3 separate regions of the Oryctolagus cuniculus genome follow, and all the other regions are linked to region 3. A link is a contact called in public Hi-C and Micro-C data. All regions are on one chromosome and are shown on one strand. The core of a region is the stretch at or near the end of the contact, and the rest is flanking DNA. Distances in the headings are between cores, read along the strand shown. Region 1 has its middle 30 kb from the start of FOXL2. Region 2 holds the start of ARMC8 (armadillo repeat containing 8). Region 3 holds the start of CEP70 (centrosomal protein 70).

Region 1 (4,520 bases), core at 631-3,130, 370 kb before region 3:
CTGTTGCGGCTATTTGGGGAGTGAACCAGCGGATGGAACATCTGTCTTGTGCTCGCTTCGGCAGCACATATACTAAAATTGGAACATCTGTTTCCCTCTTTCTCCATAACTCTTTCAAATAAATAAATAAATCTAAAAAAAAAAAAAAGACAAGTGTAGGAGCACGTGTTTGGCCTAGGGTTTAAAGCACCAGTTAGGCCACCCACATGCAACATCAGAGTACCCAAGTTCAATACCTCCTCCTGCCCCTGATTCTGCTTCCTGTAGTACAGGACCTGGGGAGGCAGCAGGTGATAACGCAAGCACTTGGGTTCCTGCCATCCATGTAGGGGACCTGGATTGAGTTCCCAGCTTCCTGGCTATTGTGTGCATTTGGGATGTGACCCAACAGAGGGAGGATCTCTCTGTGGTCTTTCTCTGTCCCTCAAAAAAAAAAAAAAAAAAACTTATCCTACCCCTGAGAATTTATTCAAAGGAAGTGAAATCAGCGTATGAAAGAGATTCCTGCACGCCCTATTTATAGCAGCTTATTTCACAATAGCAAAGATATGGAATAAATATAGATGCCCATTGACTGATGACTAGGTAATGTGCCACAAATACACAGTGAAATATTACTCAGCCATAATACAGAATGAAATCCTAGCATTTGTAACAAAATGGATGGAACCGGAGATCACTGTGCTAAATGAAATTGGCCAGACACAGAAAGACGAACTTCATGTTTTCCCTTATTTGTGGAGTAGAAAAATCATGTAGATGTCACTGGGTATATAGTTATAAATATTGCTTCACTGAATTATACTACGTACGTGACAATATTTTTCTTTCCCAAGTTATGACAGTCAACAATTCCTCCCTTGCTGATATAAATGAAACATAGTATATATGTGCATATATCTTGTCTACATAGGAAGCGAATATGGCCAAACATTAAAACTGTTAGATTCTAAATTTAAAAATAGTTTATTTAAGTGCAAAATATAATTTTGAAATTCATGCAGTTTTCCAATACTCATTTTCCATGAACTGCTTAAATAACCCCGTATGCCTGGAGGTTATTTAACATTCTTACATTCTTACAAACATTCTAAAGCAAAGTACACATCTTTTAATGCCATTTCCACGAACTTTTTGAAGTCCCCTATGTTCCGTTGAAGGGGAGAACTCCCAGTACGAAGCCAAAGAATGTTCTGCCGTGTCTCCCGTGACCGCGTACCCCTCTCAGACTGCACGCTATGAAAACGGAGTGGACAAGAACACGAGGACCAGAGGGGTCGAGCAGGGAGAGAGGGCGGGCCTGCGGGGGGCCTCTTCCAGCCTCGAAGGCAGAAACCCCGCGCCAGCCCCAGCGGAAACCATGGCCCAGGACCCCAACCACCACACGCACCCGCGAGCTTGCGAAAGCGGCGGGACGAGGAGGGGACACCCTAGCACCAGGGTCCCGCCGGCCCGGGGGTCCCGAGGGAGAGGTTGGGCGGCGACCGCCAGGCGGCGCCGTGACTTCGGCCCGGGCCGGGGCGGCCGCGCCCAGGGCGCGCGGACCGCGAAGAACCCCTGCCCCAACACAGGACTGCACCAACTGCGGTGGCCCCAGAGCCCTCGCACGAGGCCCGAGGGACGGTCCTCGCGCCCGCCTTCGGACCTCACAGCCCCTGGCCTCCCGCGGGGAGAAGGGGCGGGGATGCGAAAGGAGCCGTGGGAAAGCCAGGCGCTCCCCAAAATGAGGGGTCTCCGTCCTTGAAAAAGCCGAGCTTGCGGGTGGCGGCTGGGAAGGAGGCACCTGGCCCTTCCTGCCCCGTCCCCGCCGGCCGCGCCCCGCGCCCAGCGCTCGGCCCTCCCCCAGCCCCGCTTCCTCTTCCCGCGAAAAAGCAGAAGTGCCCGACAGTCGGGAGGAAGCGGCCCCGGGAGCTCCCGGGGTTTCCAGCGCGCCCGCGAAGGGAGGTGCTGCGGCCCCTCGCAGCCGCCAGAGGGCGCGGTGGGGCAGTAAGCTGGCCGACGTCCAGTGCCTGGCCGGGAGTGCCAGGGGCTGATTTAACAGCGAGATGCGGTGGCCGCTGTGGTGGTGCGGCAGGTTAAGCCTCTCCCTGGAAGTCCACGTCTCATATCCGAGTGCCTGGTTTGATCCCAACCCGTCTGCTTCAGACCTAACTTCCTGGTAATGCAATCCTGGAAGGCAGTGGCCCACGGCTCAAGTTCTTGGGTTCCTGCTACCCATGGGAGACCCAGATGGAGTTCTCCACTCCTGGTTTCCACCTGGCCCAACCCTGGCTGTTGGTGGTATTTGGAAGTGAACCAGCAGATGGAGACTCTCTCTCTCTCTCTCTGCCTTTCAAATAAAATGAAAATAAATATAAAAACAAGTGTTAGCTATTATCATTAGCTTGGACAACAGTGACACAGGAAAGGAAGCGGGCAGTGCTTGCTACTGGATGGCCCATTTACCAGGGACAAAAGATGATGCAATGAGTGGAACAGGTTTATGCAAGAGGCTAGCAATCTCGGGAGGAATCTGCAGTCTCAGGGGCATTCTTGCTGCCTTGCTGGTTAGCAGGAGCATGTTTAAAGGATGAATGGGATTTGGAGGAATTCTGGAGTAGCTAATGGACTCAGCTGATTGGTAGGCGGGTGTCCAAGGTAGGCGTGCCACCGGTTGGACATCGGCCCCTTTGATCCAAGACTTCACTGTTTACAGCAGGTAGTCACTGTTCCGGTTAGGTCTCATTTTTCTAGATGTTTCCCTGTAGTCAGTCCCTGGAATTCTCAACTAAGCATGATTTGTCTGTTAAAACATATTACTAATTAGTCATAAGATAAGCAATTACACCCCCCCCCTTTTTTTTTAGCTTTTACTTATTTGAGAGGTAGATGTACAGACAGAGAGAGGAGAGACAGAGGTTTCACAGCCACTGGTTCACTTCTCAAATGGCCCCAACGGCCGGAGCTGAGCCCATCCCGGCCAGAAACCAGGAGCTTCCGCCAGGTCTCCCACACAGATGCAGGGGCCCAAACACTTGGGCCATCTTCTACTGCTTTCCCAAGCCATAGCAGAGAGCTGGATGGGAAGATTAGCAGCCGGGACACGAACAAGTGCCCTTGTAGGATGCTGGCACTGCAGGCAAAGGTTTAGCCTATACAGCACAGTGCCAGCCCCCAGCAATTCACTTTTGTTAATCAAGATGTGAAAGGGGGAGGAACATGTATTCTCTTCATTTCAATAAGTTGCAGGAAAGTGCAAGTTAGCTTTTTTTTTTTTAATCAAAATGCTCTTTGCAAGATTATCTGTATAGCTCCACACTGGAGCAACCGCAACAAATTTCCATCAATAGAGAAGTGATTAATCAGATATTGACACAACCATATTTTAGAATACAATGTCATTTTAAAAGACTGTGCTAATGGGAGACATCTTGAGAGCCATATTAGCAAGTCAGACCGAATGTCCAAAAATGGTGAGTCCTGTGGAATGCTGGGGTGTGTGGGAGGACTTGCCTCTAGGGAACTCATTCTCCCATAGGAGAGATCATCTGAACAGCCAGTCAATGTCAATCAAAGCTGTAAAGTAGCACATTCTTCTGACATGGGTAGGCAGGCTGTCAGTGAGGGACGATGAGCAGAGGACGGCCACTGCCCAAGCCATGTACACCGCCCAAGCCCATCACTTCTGTTCCGACTCATCCTGCCTGCAGACTTGGCACGCACGCTACTCATCACACCGGAGCCTTATTTTCCAGTGACACCTGCCTGGGGATCAGCGCGTGCACTGCAGCCCTACCCCAAACTCTCTGCCTGTGAGCCTTTTCAGCCTCTGCCCCGAACCACCCCTGACCCCACAAGGATGACCCCTGGCCTGAGTGTGGACCATCCCTTTGCCTTTCAATAAGTCCTGCTTTCCCGCTCACTTTTATCTATATCTTCCCGTTGTATTCTTACATGTGGAAGACAGGAATCTGGACTAAGTCTAGCCTGGGGGTCTCTGTGATCCCAGCCAGGGCTCTGACCCCACAACAAAATTCAGGGGTCCCGATCCCCACAACCCATTGGCCAGCAATTCTTCATCTAGCTGTCTGCCCTACAGATGGGCTTGCAATCTGCACATCATGAACAGGGTGTGTGGCAGCATTGTCACAGATGAAAACAACCTACGCATCCACCAACAGAGGACCCATTAAATAAATAGTGATGCATCTGGGAAAGGTCGTGAAGTCACGAAAATTAATGAAGCCACTTTTTATATGCTGATATGAAAAATCTCCAAGATGTATTAAGTTAAAAACACAGTGGGGGCCAGCATTGTGGCGTAGAGGGTAAAGCCACCGCCCTGCCATGCCAGCATCCCACTTGGGTGACAGTTCATGTCCCAGTTGGGCCCCTACCAGCTACGTGGGAGAGCAGAAGAAGCTCCTGGCTCCTGGCTTTGGCCTGGCCCAGCACTGCCCATTGTGGCCATCTGGGGAGTGCACCAGAGGTTAGAAGCTCACTCACTCTCTCTGTCTCTCCCTCTCTCTCTCTATAAATCT
Region 2 (4,485 bases), core at 804-3,303, 350 kb after region 3:
GATTTATTTATTTATTTGAAAGGCAGAATTACACAGAGAGAGGAGAGGCAGAGAAAGAGAGAGAAAGAGAGGTCTTCTATCCGCTGGTTCACTCCCCAAATTCCTGCAGTGGCTGGAGCTGCACCAATCCAAAGCCAGGAGCCAGGAGCTTCTTCCAGGTCTCCCACATGGGTGCAGGGTTCCCAAGGATTTGGGCCATCCTCCACTGCTTTTCCAGGCCACAGCAAAGAGCTGGATCGGAAGTGGAGCAGCCAGGACTCAAACCGGCACTCATATAGGATGCCAGCACTGCAGGTGGCAGCTTTACCAGATACCCCACAGCACTGGCCCCTTCTGTTCAATAGGCCACCTATCAGCATGGCCTTCCTAAACTACTATATATTAAGTTATACAGAGAGAAGAAAGGCAGAGAGGAGAGAGAGAGAGACAGGTCTTCCATCCACTGGTTCACTCCCCAGATGGCCACAATGGCCGGAGCAGTACAGATCTGAAGCCAGGAGCCAGGAGCTTCTTCCAGGTCTCCCACGTGGGTGCAGGAGCCCAAGGACTTGGGCCATCTTCTACTGCTTTCCCAGGCCATAGCAGAGAGCTAGATTGGAAGTGGAGCAGCCGGGTGTCAAACTGGCACCCTTATGGGATGCTGGTGATTCAGGCCAGGGTGTTAACTCACTGCGCCACAGCGCTGGCCCCAGGAATGGAGTTTTATGGATGATTATACATGTAAAAATGCATCAAACTGTGCACTTAAGATTTGATTTGTTACTTTGTATTATAGATCAATTAATTTTTATCCAGAGAAAAGAATCCAGGAGAAAACAATTCCTATAAATTAAAACTGAAATGGAAAAAGTCAAATTTAACAATGTTGTGGGCTGGCGCCATGGCTCAACAGGCTAATCCTCCACCTGCAGTGTGCCGACACCCTGGGTTCTAGTCCCCATCAGGGCGCTGGATTCTGTCCCGGTTGCTCCTCTTCCAGGCCAGCTCTCTGCTATGGCCCGGGAGTGCAGTGGAGGATGGCCCAAGTGCTTGGGCCCTGCACCCCATGGGAGACCAGGAGAAGCACCTGGCTCCTGGCTTTGGATCAGCGCGGTGCGCTGGCTGCGGCAGCCGTTGGAGGGGTGAACCAACGGCAAAGGAAGACCTCTCTCTCTCTCTCTCTCTCTCACTGTCCACTCTGCCTGTCAAAACTAAACAACAACAACAAAAAAAAACTAATTAGAAACATCAATTTCCATTTTTTCTATCCTCTTGATCAATTTGAATATCACAATAACAATAGCTTATAAATTTGAAAGAATTTGCTCAAAAATCACTTGGCACCACGTCTTTATATCTTTTCCAACTTTTCCAGTGTCTCCTATTGTCACTGTTATGTTTACATGTCTTGCTTCATGTCCAATTAATTTCAGTTCTTCGTTCCTAGAATATTGTTTATCTAGTTTTTAAAACATGTTTTTTTAAAATTATTCTCTGTATTACCTTAATTCGATTATCTTTTCTTCATTAAATTTCCCAAAGGTATTTTCATCGTTTGCTTGGTCCGTCTTGGCCACTCAGTCTTCACTTAGCAGTTGGGTCCTTTTGTCTCAGAAAGTTTGAGACGTGCACCTGCTTTCCTTGAACTTTCATTCTAGGTAGGCAAATGAGTATCGGGCAGGAAAGTGAAGCGCCTCCGGCCCCTTAAAAAAAAAAAAGGCTTAATTTAGAAGCACTAAGGCGGGGTGGGGGCGGAGTTTAAAAGTGAATTTTATTATTTTTGAGGGTCTTTTAAAAAGATCTTTAATTTCTGATGCACTTTCAGGCAACAGTATCTGCCGGGCGAGGCTTGCTCTAGGAAATTCACCAGTCGTGCCTGCTCACCTGTTTACCTTGATTTTATCAAACTAAGTTCCTACTTCTGAAGATTTTATTTACTCTTCCGGCTTCAAATTTTATCATCGGTCCGAGCGCTGGGTCCTCAGGACCGGCCCGGGAAGACAAAGCACGGGGTTTAGCCTGAGAGCGCCCTGGGATCCCGGTGTGAGCCCTGCCCTTCCCGATCCCTCTCTCGCGAGATGTGGAAACCGGAAGTGAATTCTATTGCAGGAGTCAAAACGCGGCAGCTGCCCGGTTCATGTTGGCGGGAGCCGAGCGGGCAGTGTGTGCGTCCTCGCAGTCGGGCCTGGGCGCCGCGGACGGCGCTCCCCGCTTCGGGCAGGCAGGATGCGGGTGGCTGTGGCCGGCTGCTGCCATGGCGAGCTGGACAAGATCTACGAGACGCTGGCGCTGGCGGAGCGGCGTGGCCCGGGGCCCATCGACCTCCTCCTGTGCTGCGGCGACTTCCAGGCGGTGCGCAACGAGGCCGACCTGCGCTGCATGGCCGTGCCGCCCAAGTACCGTCACATGCAGACCTTCTACAGGTGAGGGGCGCGGCCCGGCGGTGCAGGGTGTGACCAGCCGGGGGCGGGCGGCTGGCGGAGAGCTGGCACTGGGTTCGAATCCCCTGTCTCCCTGGGTCCCCGTCTTTGTTCACTCGGTGTTTCTAGGACGTGGCGCTGAGATGTCACCCTCCTTCTTTCCATACACCTGTCTTACCTGTTTCCCAAGGGGTCGCGGCTGAGGGCAGCCTTGGAGGAGGACACACTTGTGCCCTGTACTCCAGAGGACCGTGGGATAATCCAGGAGTTGTTACGGGACGCATGCTGTGTACCAGTCCTAGCTGTGGAAACTCAGGTTGTGGCAATGAACTTGACAAAGCTCTAAACCCACAGCGGCAGCTCCCCGCTCCTAAGGACACAAATGAATGGATACCGGGCAATAAGTTTAGAACGAGCTTTTAAGCTCCTCCTCATTTTTTTTTTTTTTTTTTTTTAAGTCCGCTCAGCTTTTTCTTCTGGACCTGTCTTTGCTTTTCTGCAACGCCTACCTGTGGTAACAGAAAACCTTGCCTCTATGTTCTAGGTATTACTCTGGAGAGAAAAAGGCCCCAGTTCTCACAATCTTCATTGGGGGAAACCATGAAGCCTCAAATCATCTGCAGGAGTTACCCTATGGAGGCTGGGTGGCACCAAACATTTACTACTTAGGTAAGTGTTCCTGGGCTGTTTTTTGTTTTTATGAAATGATGAAAGTGCCTTCAGGATTTGGGAATGTTGTTAATCATGGACACTGAATTAAAGTAGTTAATTATTAAATGCTTAATTGTGAAAATAGGTCTGTGTTTCATCTAGTGTTTTAAACAGTAATTAATATAACTTCAAAGACATTACACACTATTTTTTATTTTTGTAATGAATTTTTAAAAAACCCTTAGATTTTTATAAAGGAAATTCACTGTTAAGCCTACACTGGATGATGGTATACTGAATCTACATGTCAGGCAACTTCAGTTACTGTTAGATTCTGCATACTTATTTTCAGCCTACACCCCCTTAGATTTTTGGTGGCAGATGACTGGAGTAGTCTGAAGCAAATCCTAGCCGTGAGCTTATTTCACCTGTAAAATATCTTGAAGTGATAAAGATGTTTAAAATTACAACTGTAGTACTATAATAAGGAAAATAGCAGGTAATTCCTTTTACCTACTGTCTTCTTCATGTTCAAATTACTTTGTTACAAAGATGCCTGCATTTGCAATTGATGGGTCACACAGGATCCAGACAAGGTCCACACATTTCATCTGATTGTCAGCACTCTGAAATATCTTGGGCTGTTTCACAACATTTGTTTGCTGAAGAAAATGGGAAATTCGTCCTGTGTAATTTCCTGCATTTTGAATTTAGCCGATTGGACTCCTGTTGTTTAAAATGTGCTTTTACCCTTTGCATTTCCTACAATCTGCGTTTGGATTTACAGACCTGATTAGACTTCCATTTCAATTCAGTTCCTTCAAGCTACTCAGTCCTTTCATCTTTTTTATTTAAATGTTTATATTTTCTAGAACCATTTATAGATTTTTTCCAATATGAAATAACTTTTGAAATCTGGTTCCTCTGTTTCACTACTGATTCATTACTGTCTGACAAGTGTAGGGTTGTGAAAAGATGAAATCGTCACAGGATAATGAGAAAAGAATTGTAGAAAATACAAGTTCGGTATGCCTTATATCTGTTGCCATTCAGATTTCTTGTGTGTAAATCCATTTCAGGACATTTCCCTCATCTCTCCCCCTCCCATTGCTTCAGCTCCATATTCAGTTAGATGCCAAATTATGTCTGTTTCCCTTTCAATGTTTGATTTCATTTGTTCCTTCCAGTATCTACCTGGGCTCTCGGCTGATCTGCATTCAGGCCTCCTCTTCCTGGTCTACTTTATGTGTTTTTGGTATTGTTAATATAATAGTAACTTCATCATGATGCTTAATCTTCAGATAATTTTAGGACTGCATGGGGATCCAGACCTCTAATCGGTTTATTCAGTTAGTAAAGAGATTGCTTTTGCCTATAATAATTTTGTTTCATGGCGCATGCAATTTTTCAGGTTTGGCTGGTGTGGTGAAATACC
Region 3 (4,081 bases), core at 434-2,933:
CTTACCTTTGAGTTTTCTTCAAATCCCAGGAACTGGTTCAAAAGACTGGACGGCCGAGCCAACAAGATAAAGACCAGTGGCCAGGCCTATGGGATGCCTGTGTAAAATAACACCAAGAACCCTGACCCTGTGCGGAACTCACTGGCTAAGTACTTGCAGGAAGAATGGACCCTATGCTAAACTTAAAAAAAAAAGAAAGAAAAAAAGAAAAAAACCTGCTTACTCGCTTAAATAGTAGCCAATTGTATGATAAGTATAAATTTAAAATATAAGCCTATCAGATGCTGTATAGCCGAACTTGTATGTTCAACTGTCTAAAAACCCTAACGACCTTACCGTAGGGGCCGCCGATCCAGCCCAGCTGCGCCTGGTGCAGATGTCCAACCAAACTTGAGTTTGAAATTAAACTCTTGCGTTTGCATGAGTGTCGGCTCCTGGTGGTCTTCACTGGTGGGAATCGGTACAACACTTGCACATCGGAATCACCTGGGGAGCTTTACAAACTCTGGATGCCTGGGTCCCCACCTGGAGATCCTGGTGTGATTGTCTGGCGGCCCCTGCATCCGGAGTTTCCCAAGCTCCCCAGGTGATTTTCTTTTTTAAAAGTCTGGCAAGGGGGCCGACGCCACGGCTCACTAGGCTAATCCTCCGCCTTGCAGCGCCAGCACAGCGGGTTCTAGTCCAGGTCGGGGCGCCGGATTCTGTCCCGGTTGCCCCTCTTCCAGGCCAGCTCTCTGCTGTGGCCAGGGAGTGCAGTGGAGGATGGCCCAAGTGCTTGGGCCCTGCACCCCATGGGAGACCAGGATAAGTACCTGGCTCCTGCCATTGGATCAGCGCGGTGCGCCGGCCACGGCGGCCATTGGAGGGTGAACCAACGGCAAAGGAAGACCTTTCTCTCTGTCTCACTGTCCACTCTGCCTGTAAAAAAAAAAAAAAAAAAAAAAAAAAAGTCTGGCAAGGAAGTCGATTGGTCACCGTGAATAAACACCATGAACAGAAGAACTCAAGACATCTCCAAATTTTGGCCCTGGGATTCCAAGGAGAATGACAGGGAGAAGGGGCAAGCCGGAACTAGTGTTTCTAGCTGGAGACCTTTCTGATGGTTCAAACACAAGCCTGAGGCTTCAGAAAGTTTACTGCAGCGCAGGAATAGCTTCCATTAAAAAAAGAGGGGGGGGCGAAATCACACAAAAATCCCGCCACAAAGCCACGAGACACCTGGGATCCCACGGCCACACTGACTGGAAAACCAAGTGTGAGCCCTGATTGCCAGATGCTACGCAGCCCAAGACCCAGTCTCTACAGGGCCCTGGAAAACCACCGTTGTCCCTCAGCGTCCACATCTCTGCATTTTACGGAGCCCGATGTAGGGCCAGACACTTCGTGGCCACCGGGAAAACGCCCAAAGGGAGGGTGAAACGCCAGCCGCTCCGAGGCTCCCCCAGGTCCGGAGCTTCGACACGCCGGCTGCTCCCCCAGCAGGAGCTCGCGGTCCTGGCGAGGGTCCTGCGCAGTGGCCAGGTGCTCCGAGCCTCATTTTCACCTGCGGCCACATATTTGCATATCTGAAATCTCCTGGGGAACCGAGGCCCTCCGTAAGCGAGAGCCCCAGCCAGCGAGAGGCCGTAGAGCGCGACTGAAACGTCAGCGGGCCTATGACAGCCCGCGGTGGTGGTAAGCCCCGCCCCCAGCAGCCGGAGCCAACCAGGGGGCGCGCGGCGGACCCAGCCTCCTCGAGAGGCCGGAGATAATCGCTCAGAAAGTTCCGAGGCAGAGCAGAGGTTTGACCTCGACCCGCTCGGGCTCGATTGGCCAACCTCCACTGGCGTCGGTAACGGTCGCGGAGGCGGGGCCGGAGGCGGTGGAGCGGAGCCAGGCAGGGCCGGGCCGGGCCGGGCCGGGCGGCCGAGGAAGGTGAGTGGCGCTCGGGACTCGGCCTGTGGGCGCCGAGCGTTGCCGGGCGCCCCGGGTGGAGCGGGCTGGGACCGGCTCCAGCAGGCTGTGTGAGGGTTTGGGGATTGGTTAAACCTGCTTCGAGCCCCGGCCCCCCAGCCTTTGTGGTCTTCGGCGTCTCCGTTTGCTCCTGTGTGCAGTCTGCTGCCTTCCAGGGCGGCTGTGGGGGCTAGACGAGGCAGGCAGTGCGGAGCTCAGACTCGGACCCGGCTAGATCAGACTAGACCCTGGCCGAGTCGGCGAAGGGCGGACGGGCGCTGACCGCCGCGGCCCTCGGCGTCCCGGAGTGGGGCAGGTGTCGGCGGAGGGTGCCGGGGACACACGGAGGCGCGTAGCCCGCCTTCTCCGGTTGTCGGGCGCATTCTGGATCCGGGGTGCGCAGGGGATTCTGACTTCACGTGGAGCCTCATGTGATTCTTAAAGGGTGAAAAATCCCCCGAGCTGAGGCACTTGTAACAGTAACGCTTGTAACAGACCAGTCAGCAAGGGTTTCTCATCATAATGTTTGACGCCGTGCAGCCACTGCCCGTGTTGGTCTCAGCCCTCTGCGTGCATTTGTTTTTGTTTTTACTTTGAGTATTGCCAAGCAGAGCAGGCCGCCTCCGCTCCGCTTTTTGGGTACGAGGCGGCTGATTTGGAGTTTCACTGACGGGGTTGCTTCAGAGCGGGGGAGGAGGGTGTTCTGGCCCTCCTTGTAACCTCGCCGGCACAGGATGGTTTGGTTGAGGTGACGTCCGGGCCCAATGGTGGTGGATTCAGTTCGTCCTTTGGAACGTTGGCCTATCTTCGGACTAGTTTGCATTTCATGGAGAACACAGACTTGGAAAGCCGTGCGTGTTCATTTGTTGGAGTGATTTGGAATACGTCCTTCGGAGAAAGTTTATAGATTTTCGGTATGACTCACTTGAGAAAGAAATTACTGGCCATGATCTGTTATTTCCAGCTCTCTTCCCCCCGCCCCCCAAATGGCGAGAAAAATAAGTTTTTTAAGGTTTGATGCATGTTAGGCTATATTATAAGGGACCATTTGACCCAAAAGATTGTTGGGAAACCTGGACAGTGCTGGAAGATACAACTGTGTTTTTGCTTTTCTGTGTTTGGCTATTTTTTTAATGGTTTTTTTTTAATTTATTTTCACTTTATTTATTTGAAAGGCAGAGAAACAGTTTTCATCAGCCGGTTCACTCCCAAATATTCGCAACACTTGGGGCTGGGAGTCAGGTACTCAGTTCAGGTGTTCTGCTTGCGTACCAGGGACCTGATACTTGAGCTAGAACCTGCTGCCTCCCAGTGTGTGTGTGCTAGCAAGAAGCTGGCATAGGTAGGAAAGCCAGCACGTGAACCTGGGCACTCTGCTGTGGGATGCAGGTATGGTAACTGCTGAGCCAAATGCCTGTCCCCTGCTTGTCTGTATGCCAAGTGCAAACCAACTCTCAGCCCCCAAACCTTACTCCTACAGCCTGCCTTTAGTTGTGTTGTGACACTGAGTAGAGCTACAGCCTCGCTTCTGCCCCAGGGAGAGTTTAGTCTCTTCTGTGACTTTCAGCGTTCTGGACTTTTCTCCTCTAACAGCCTGCAGTGGGGAAAAGGCTGCTGCAAACTATCACCACGTTTATTTCACAGACTGGTGTAGGCTGATCCTGCAAGGCCCGCACTGGTGACGGTGCTCTTGACAAGACGCACTCAAGACCAGTTTCTGTGAACATGTCTATTAACGATGAAGCATAAGCTTTTAAAGGGCAGGCAGAGGGGGCGTAGCTAATTCAGGGCAACACTATAGGATAGATCTGATATTGGCGCCACTATGCTTCTCCAATCAGCTTGAAGGTCACATAGCCTAGTAGCCTACCAGGTGGTCCTTATGGGTCTGGGGCACACCCAGGAGTTGTTTACCTATTTGACCCTTTACAAGGTCCTTCACCTGGGAGCAGGGGTCAGGGAAATGTGCCCGGGAGGCATGGTGTGCCATGCCCTCCTAACCTCCTGCTTGGGGTAGGCAGGCAGTCTTCCAGCCAGGCACAGGATCACCCACAAGGGAGAAGAGGAGGGAGGAGGCTTATGATGGTGAGCCAGGAAGGCCATCAGCGCTTACTGTGGCTGTTGGAGTTTCAGCTTAGGGCTTTCCGGC

What was found. A called contact is a pair of places that touch in the nucleus more often than the background predicts.
Region 1: a contact with region 3 is called in a Micro-C map of ear pinna, with 11 times the contacts expected there. The contact joins the enhancer-like site here to the promoter of CEP70 in region 3. A contact is called at or near these places in 2 of 6 Hi-C or Micro-C datasets (ear pinna and an unstated tissue).
Region 2: a Hi-C map of an unstated tissue shows a contact between it and region 3, with 3 times the contacts expected there. The contact joins the promoter of ARMC8 here to the promoter of CEP70 in region 3. A contact is called at or near these places in 2 of 6 Hi-C or Micro-C datasets (ear pinna and an unstated tissue).

Annotation. Positions count from the first base shown.
Region 1 is chr4:142,819,976-142,824,495 of mOryCun1.1, forward strand. No RefSeq gene overlaps it. Among named protein-coding and RNA genes, the nearest start is that of FOXL2, 30 kb to the left of the region's middle. Within about 2 kb of position 1,881, at least 6 of the 8 cell types and tissues checked have an H3K27ac peak or open chromatin away from gene starts, as enhancers often do. A contact at or near this core is called in ear pinna, where this site is marked.
Region 2 is chr4:143,536,758-143,541,242 of mOryCun1.1, forward strand. ARMC8 (armadillo repeat containing 8) reads right to left here and starts at 2,054. Exons shown (of 23, transcript XM_070072756.1): 1 at 1,864-2,054; 2 at 1,483-1,682. DBR1 (debranching RNA lariats 1) reads left to right here and starts at 2,064. Exons shown (of 8, transcript XM_008266223.4): 1 at 2,064-2,402; 2 at 2,944-3,068; 3 at 4,462-4,485. The coding sequence starts at 2,206.
Region 3 is chr4:143,186,222-143,190,302 of mOryCun1.1, forward strand. It overlaps CEP70 (centrosomal protein 70), which reads left to right and starts at 1,684. Exons shown (of 18, transcript XR_011388194.1): 1 at 1,684-1,914.